Regions from separate parts of the Mus musculus genome. Here region 2 is linked to region 1. The links are chromatin contacts, called in public ChIA-PET maps. All regions are on one chromosome and are shown on one strand. The core of a region is the stretch at or near the end of the contact, and the rest is flanking DNA. Distances in the headings are between cores, read along the strand shown. Region 1 holds the start of Sertad2 (SERTA domain containing 2). Region 2 has its middle 67 kb from the start of Vps54.

Region 1 (3,245 bases), core at 403-2,902:
AGCACAACCCAGGCCAGCAATGTGTATTTTCAAATAAAGGAAATTTTTATAAAATTATCAGGAAAGTAAAGATCCACAATTATTCTTGCTCATGCCAGAGTTGAAATCTTAATAACTTCACCCTCAAATCGGGATACTATGATATTAAAGGGCTCTGGTGAAGTAGCCACTGGGTAAGCAACTAACCCAGCAGCAGACCCAGGGCTCTCTGGTGTGGAGCCTTCCAGGAGGTTAAGTGGAGCCCAGGCCCACCTCATTCCTGCCAGTCACAAAAATTACAAAAAGCAATTCTGAACAGTTAGGGCCTGGGCCATCCTACTGGTGACTACAACCTCCAGGCCCTTTTCCATAGGTTCTGAACACTTCTTAACAAATACTAGGAATTCAAAAGCACGTTTCAAGAACAAAGCTTGAAAACAACGACTGTTCCTGAAAGCCAGCTAGGGTTTGACTGATTCTACTTAAATAAAATCTGCCGTTTCTGAGTCTGTCCCTGCTGACTGCCCTCCACTCAGTGCCTGCAAAACCGACTTTCTACTCCTGAAACTACCTAGATGCGAGCAAAAAGTTATTCTAAAACAGTCTCACTGCTTTGCGAAACTTACAATTCAATTTTCAACTCTACTGATTTGCTACCATTCCGGCTAAAGCTAAGACAATTTATAGTTAAGAAAAATATGAACAATTCAGTACTTTCTCTCGACGCAATGGTCCTCTGAAGTGCCCAGTGTCAATGGTACAAAGTCTACGCGTCGGGACAGCTGGCTCCCCTCAGCACCGCCCCCCCTCTGCCCCGTCATAGGCGGTTAACACCAAGATGACTTGTAGATTTCTAATTTAAAAACCAGGAAGGCATTAAGTTTAATAAACATTTGGATCCAAAATCAATTCACTTGGGCACGGAAGAAAAGAGGGTGAAGAGAACTGTTTTAACGCAAAACCACCGGGAAACTCTCGAAACACAATATAGCAAGTTGGATGCAAACCCAGACACGGAACTCAAAAGTGAAGCAGCCTCCCTGCCAGCAACCGGAATCTTTAAAAAAAAAAAAAAGTCTCGCACGTTCTCAGCACCAGAGCCACCACAGCGAGCGCGCGCGCGCGCGCACACACACACACACACACACTCACACACACACACACACACCAGCTGTGACGGCAAAAGCTCCGGGCCCCTGCCGCCCGGACCCCGCCCCAGGTCGTGACAGTCGGGGTCTCCAGGCGGCCAGCGGGTGCTCCCCAACCTGCCCGGTCCGGCCTCCGCTGCCTTGGGCTCCCGCCTGGCCCAGCCCAGCACCGCCCCTCGCCCGCCGGAGCCCAACCCCGGGGAGCCTCCAGCTCGGCCCGGAACTCACCACAAGCAGGTCCACCAGGAGCTAACGCATCGGAGGGGTTTCCGCCCACCCCTCAAGCTATGCCCGCTCCATGCGGGGCGCCCCCGCCGCGGGGCCGACGGTAGCAGGGAGCTCGGCGAGGCCGGAGCTACGACTCCGGCGTCCTCTGCTTGCGAGTCGGGAACATTATACAATGGTGGAGGCGGCGGGCAGCCTGGAGGAAGCAGGAGGCGGGCGGAGTGGACGCCCGGGCCGAGAGAGGTACAGCTCGTGCTCCAGCACTCGCCGTGCGGGAGTGACGTCCGCCTGCGAGCCTCTGGCGAGCTCCGGCCAGGCCCCGTAGGCCCCACCCCCTGCCTGGCCGGGCCCCGCCCCACCAGCCCCGCCCCTGCAGTATAGGCCCCACCCTGCCCCTCCCACCTCCTACTATAGGTCCCGCCCACCCGTGCCTTCAGGTCCAGATCTCCGTAGGCCCCGCCTCCAGCCGGTCCGGACCCGCCTCAGCTTCGCAGGGCCCGCCCCGGGCCCGCCCAAGTGCCATAAATGCAGATTCCCTCAGGGTGAACTCTCAGGAAGCGGCGGACAGACACCAAGCTTATGCAGCCTCTTCTGTGGACTGAAAGCTAAATAGGAGAGGTAGAAATGGGAGCGCCCAAGCCGGACCGCCACTACTACCACTAATGGCCCCCACATACTGGAAAACAGACATGACAGAGTGGGTGATGACAAAGACGGCAGCGCTGGCACAGTCCGCAGAGGAGCGCGACCACAAATATGACAGGCATCCGAGCTATTTGGCCACTTGGGCCGGCTGGCGGGAGGATAGGGTCCACCAATGGCCCTCGGAGATATGGGAATGGGGGGAGGGGCCAAGGGCTCCGTGTGGAGCTGACGACAGAAGTTGAAATGAGTCACCAACTAGTACCTTTGGAGTCGGTCGGACATACCAGAGTTGCATCCTTTATGGAGACCATGCAGCCAACCAGAGGGAGACCACGCTTGGAGAACACAGGGAACTGGAGGCGTGGTCCTCTGCCCACAAGTTTCACGCTGATAGCCTTATCTTTCCCATTTAAAAAACAAAAAACAAAAAACCCCAAAACAACAAAAAATCCTTAATGTTTTTAACTACTCAAACTTAGCAAGGAGCTTTATATTGTCCTTAGTATTAGCATGTGCCTAAGTGGTTCGAATTTAAGAGAACTAAGAGGCCAGGGACAGCTCAACAGGAACATTTATCATTACCTTTAAAATGGCATATGCATTCTACATAAAGATATTACAAAAGAAATTCAGGCACTTTAAAATTTTGGCTGCCACTCCAATCAATAATTTCTCTTCAGACCACTTTGCTGTTTAATGGTCCATGACACTAGTTGTATTTAAGGACAATAAAGCTTTAAGACCTAACATAAAGGTCTTAAACATCAAGACAAATTTATTCCAACTCAAACTGTTCTGTAATGATTTGTTATCAATCGAGTTGATGATCCTATCAAAATTAAATATGAGCCATCACCAGTTGTAGGACCCCTACACTAGGTAGGAAGAGGCAGGCAGATCTCTCTTAGTTCAAGGTCAGCCTGGTCTACATAGGCAGTTGTAGGCCAGCCAGGACTAAATAGTGAGAATGTGTCTCTAATAATTATAATAATTATTATTATGATGTGTGCTAAACGGTAAAGGAGACAATGTCAGGTTTTATTAATTAGAGAAGTAAAAAGGTTTTTGTTGTTGTTGCTGTTTGTTTTTAGCAAATCCTTGGCATTATCAAAATCTCATATACATGTTTCATGAGGTATAACCAATATCAGCTAATTGTATATCTCTCTGGCAAGTCATTATAATAGCACAAAATGGCATCGCATAGAGTATGAGGTCTTGCTCAGTGGCATAAACTTTCACACATTT
Region 2 (3,069 bases), core at 272-2,771, 540 kb before region 1:
CTCTGAAACATAGAAGGACTAGGCTTGGATGAGGCTTAGATCCCACTCTTAAAGCTTTTACATTGATTGCCTCAAAGCATAGCCCACACATCCCATCCATGTGGATAAATGTCAAGAGAGATAGATGGGGCTAGATAGATAGATCGATCGATCTATTTCTCCAGTTCTTTTGGACTGAGTACTAGACTTGACTTACCCCTCCTCACTTCTTGAGGATCATGTCACATGACCTCCCTGACCCAGGGTTTGGTTTTTTTTTTTCTCTATCTTATTTTGCTTTATCTTTTATCTTCAGCAGAAGCAGCATTTCAAAACATCAAGGCTGACTCCATAGTCAGCATTTGAATGTACTTATGTACACTTAAATATGCTTAAGTGCAGATGTTCCCCTGAATCTATGTGTATTTATGTCTATGTGTGCACATACATACATATGTATATGCATGTGAAGGTCAGAGTACAACTTGAGGAGCCCTTCCTTGTTTTGGAAATAGGGTCTCTCACCTGTGACTTGGCGCTCACCTGTTAGGTTAAGCTCACTGTAGCTGAGTCCCAGAGATCTGTTGCTATCTCACCAGTACTGGAATTTTAAGTGTGTGCCACCTTGCCCAGCTTTTAACTGTGGAGAGCTTTGGGGGCTAGAAACTTGGCAGGAATGTGACTTTGGGCCAGGACAGGGAAGTGGGCTCAGATATCTTGGTCATCCTGATAAGCTCCTAGAAACAGTGATCAAGGGACCTTGTTTATTGCCTTGCTTGTTCCTTGACTATTTGTGTTTATTGTCTTCCTTGTTCCCTTGACCTACCACTGACCTTATCACTTGCATGAAATTAAAATGGTATAAAAGCAGACTGGGAAAAAATAAACCCGCTTCAGCCTCAGCACTGGCTGGGGTCAGGCAACAGTGTTGTCTAATTGTCTTTTTTTTTTTCTTTTTAATCCTTGCTCCTGCCCTGGAGAACCTGTTGACTGACTGAGCTGGCTTAGTCATTTAACATAAGTTTTGGGAATGTCCTCAGGCTTGTGTAACAATAGCCCAAGTACCGTCCCTGAGTTTGTGTTTTTAACAAAATATAAAATGTTTTTTATAAGTATAGATATTAAAATTCTATACTGTTCAATAGCTCCCATTCTATTTCTTATTTATTTATGTATTGATTGTTTATTTGAGATAATGTCTTACTCAGAGGCCAGGCTGACTTGTTACTAAGTAGTCCATGCTGTCTTCAAACTTAGAGTCCTCAGACTCCTGAGTGCTAAGATTCTAAATGTAAGCTACCACTCTTGGCCCTGTTTCTTTGTGTGTATGCTCAGGCGCGCGCACGTGTGTGTGTGTGTGTGTGTGTGTGTGTGTGTGTGTGTGTGTGTGTGTACAGCCCTTTCTATGTTCACTTATGCTTGTCTACCTCTTGTCCTCTAACTGCTGTAGAAGTTTACCATGACATCTATGTACAATTACCTTATCTCCAACTGACACAGACTGCCTCTAACCACCCTGTACCACAGACAGCAGCCCTGTGATACTCATACTCCTGCCCACCTCCTCATGGCCCTGTGCAGAGGGGATTTCTGAGTCACAGGTACACCCACACACACATGCAGCCAGAAAACTCTTTAGAATAGGTGCGCGTGTACACTCCTAACAGCAGTGAGCATGGGCTCTTGGTTTTTACATGTTTTCTAAGACTATCATGCTTTTCCAGCTTCCCCGTTTTTACAAATCAAAGGGCATTAAGTAGTATCTAGGATTCTTTAACTGCTTTTCTTGATTACGGTGACTCTGAACTTCTCTTGACTCTTAAGCATTTAGGTTAATGCTTCTGAGAACTAGCCACTTAGACCTTCGACAGCATTTCTGTCGTGTGCCTTGTCTGACTTACCAGAGCTCCTTTGCAAGCTGGGTTTTAGCTCCTTGTTGGGTTGAGGCATTACAAGTATCCCTTCCCAGCTGTCCTCTGCCCAAGTTTGTGACAGTATTCATACACCGGCAATCTTATTATTGCTGCAGCCAAACCTGTCAAGCTATTAATCTGTAGCTTGTACTTTTTGAATACTGTTAACAAAGTTCCCACCTCAAAGTCCCATATACACGCACATGTTTCTCTACTAGCTGTTTGGTTTCAGACCTCAGGATAGGCATAGTTTACACATCAAAGCAGACCTGGTCTCCAGGTTCTCCCAGCATCCCTCAGTCCCTACCTGGCATACCCTGCCCCCAGCCCTGAACTTCTAGCCCAGTGCCTGGGCTGCTCTTCCACCAGACAGAGTCTCTTCCCTATATATAATCCAGACATTTTGGTCTCCCTGCTCTCTCCTTCTTTCTCCCCATGGTGACTTCCCTGGCTTTGGTCCTTGGGGCAGTGAATTCACCCAAGATCAGCTTCCCAATAAACCTGCATTTAATATCTAATCTGTCTTGAATTGGCTCACTTTGCTGGCAGAAAAGTAACTTATCACTAGCTTTATCATCTTTCTTATTTTTTTATAATAAATAAAATAAAACATGAGATTGTTATTGCTCTATGCTTTTAACGCTAATGCAGTGCTGGCCATATTCTAGGAACTTAGAAAGTCATAAAGTCTCCTTCCATCTCTAGTCCTGCTTCTTTGGAAGCCAAGTGAAGGGAGGTGGAGGAGGCTCAGAAGGCTCCCTGGTCAAGGGCATCAGAAAGAGCACAGCTTCTCTCTCTGCCCTGTTGAGAGACCAGGCAGTTTCCTCAGGCAGACTGATAGGACATGGCTATGAATGGACAATAAAGATCATTAACCTCCAAGATGGCTGCCTTCTTCACCCTATTGACCTGGGACAAAGGTCTTGTTGGCTTAAAACAGAAGCCTGGTGGGCTTGTTTTTTCTTAGAAGTATGACTCCCCAATGGTGGATTGGTTTGGTCAGTTCAAAGTCAGACCAGGATGTGTTTAGGCCCAACCTATGGACCTATCAACCTCCCTGTCATTGTTCAAACTGGCCAACTCTAAACTGGAGGAAGACCCCCTCACAGACCCCCTCACAGACTCCCGGCCCTCATGGAGAGGCAGAGCCTCTGGAGTGAGCTCTCTATCTGCCCTG

What was found. ChIA-PET counts read pairs in DNA pulled down with a chosen protein or histone mark.
Region 2: an RNA polymerase II ChIA-PET map of memory CD8 T cells shows a contact between it and region 1, with 113 read pairs. The contact joins the enhancer-like site here to the promoter of Sertad2 in region 1. A contact is called at or near these places in 6 of 484 Hi-C or Micro-C datasets (the Ba/F3 cell line, CD4 T cells, the G1E-ER4 cell line and 3 more) and 4 of 115 datasets of contacts at active chromatin or transcription factors (effector CD8 T cells, large pre-B cells, memory CD8 T cells and 1 more).

Annotation. Positions count from the first base shown.
Region 1 is chr11:20,630,384-20,633,628 of GRCm38.p6, reverse strand. Sertad2 (SERTA domain containing 2) reads right to left here and starts at 1,652. Exons shown (of 2, transcript NM_001038625.1): 1 at 1,356-1,652.
Region 2 is chr11:21,170,938-21,174,006 of GRCm38.p6, reverse strand. No RefSeq gene overlaps it. Among named protein-coding and RNA genes, the nearest start is that of Vps54, 67 kb to the left of the region's middle. Within about 2 kb of position 1,521, at least 40 of the 459 cell types and tissues checked have an H3K27ac peak or open chromatin away from gene starts, as enhancers often do. A contact at or near this core is called in the G1E-ER4 cell line, effector CD8 T cells and memory CD8 T cells, where this site is marked.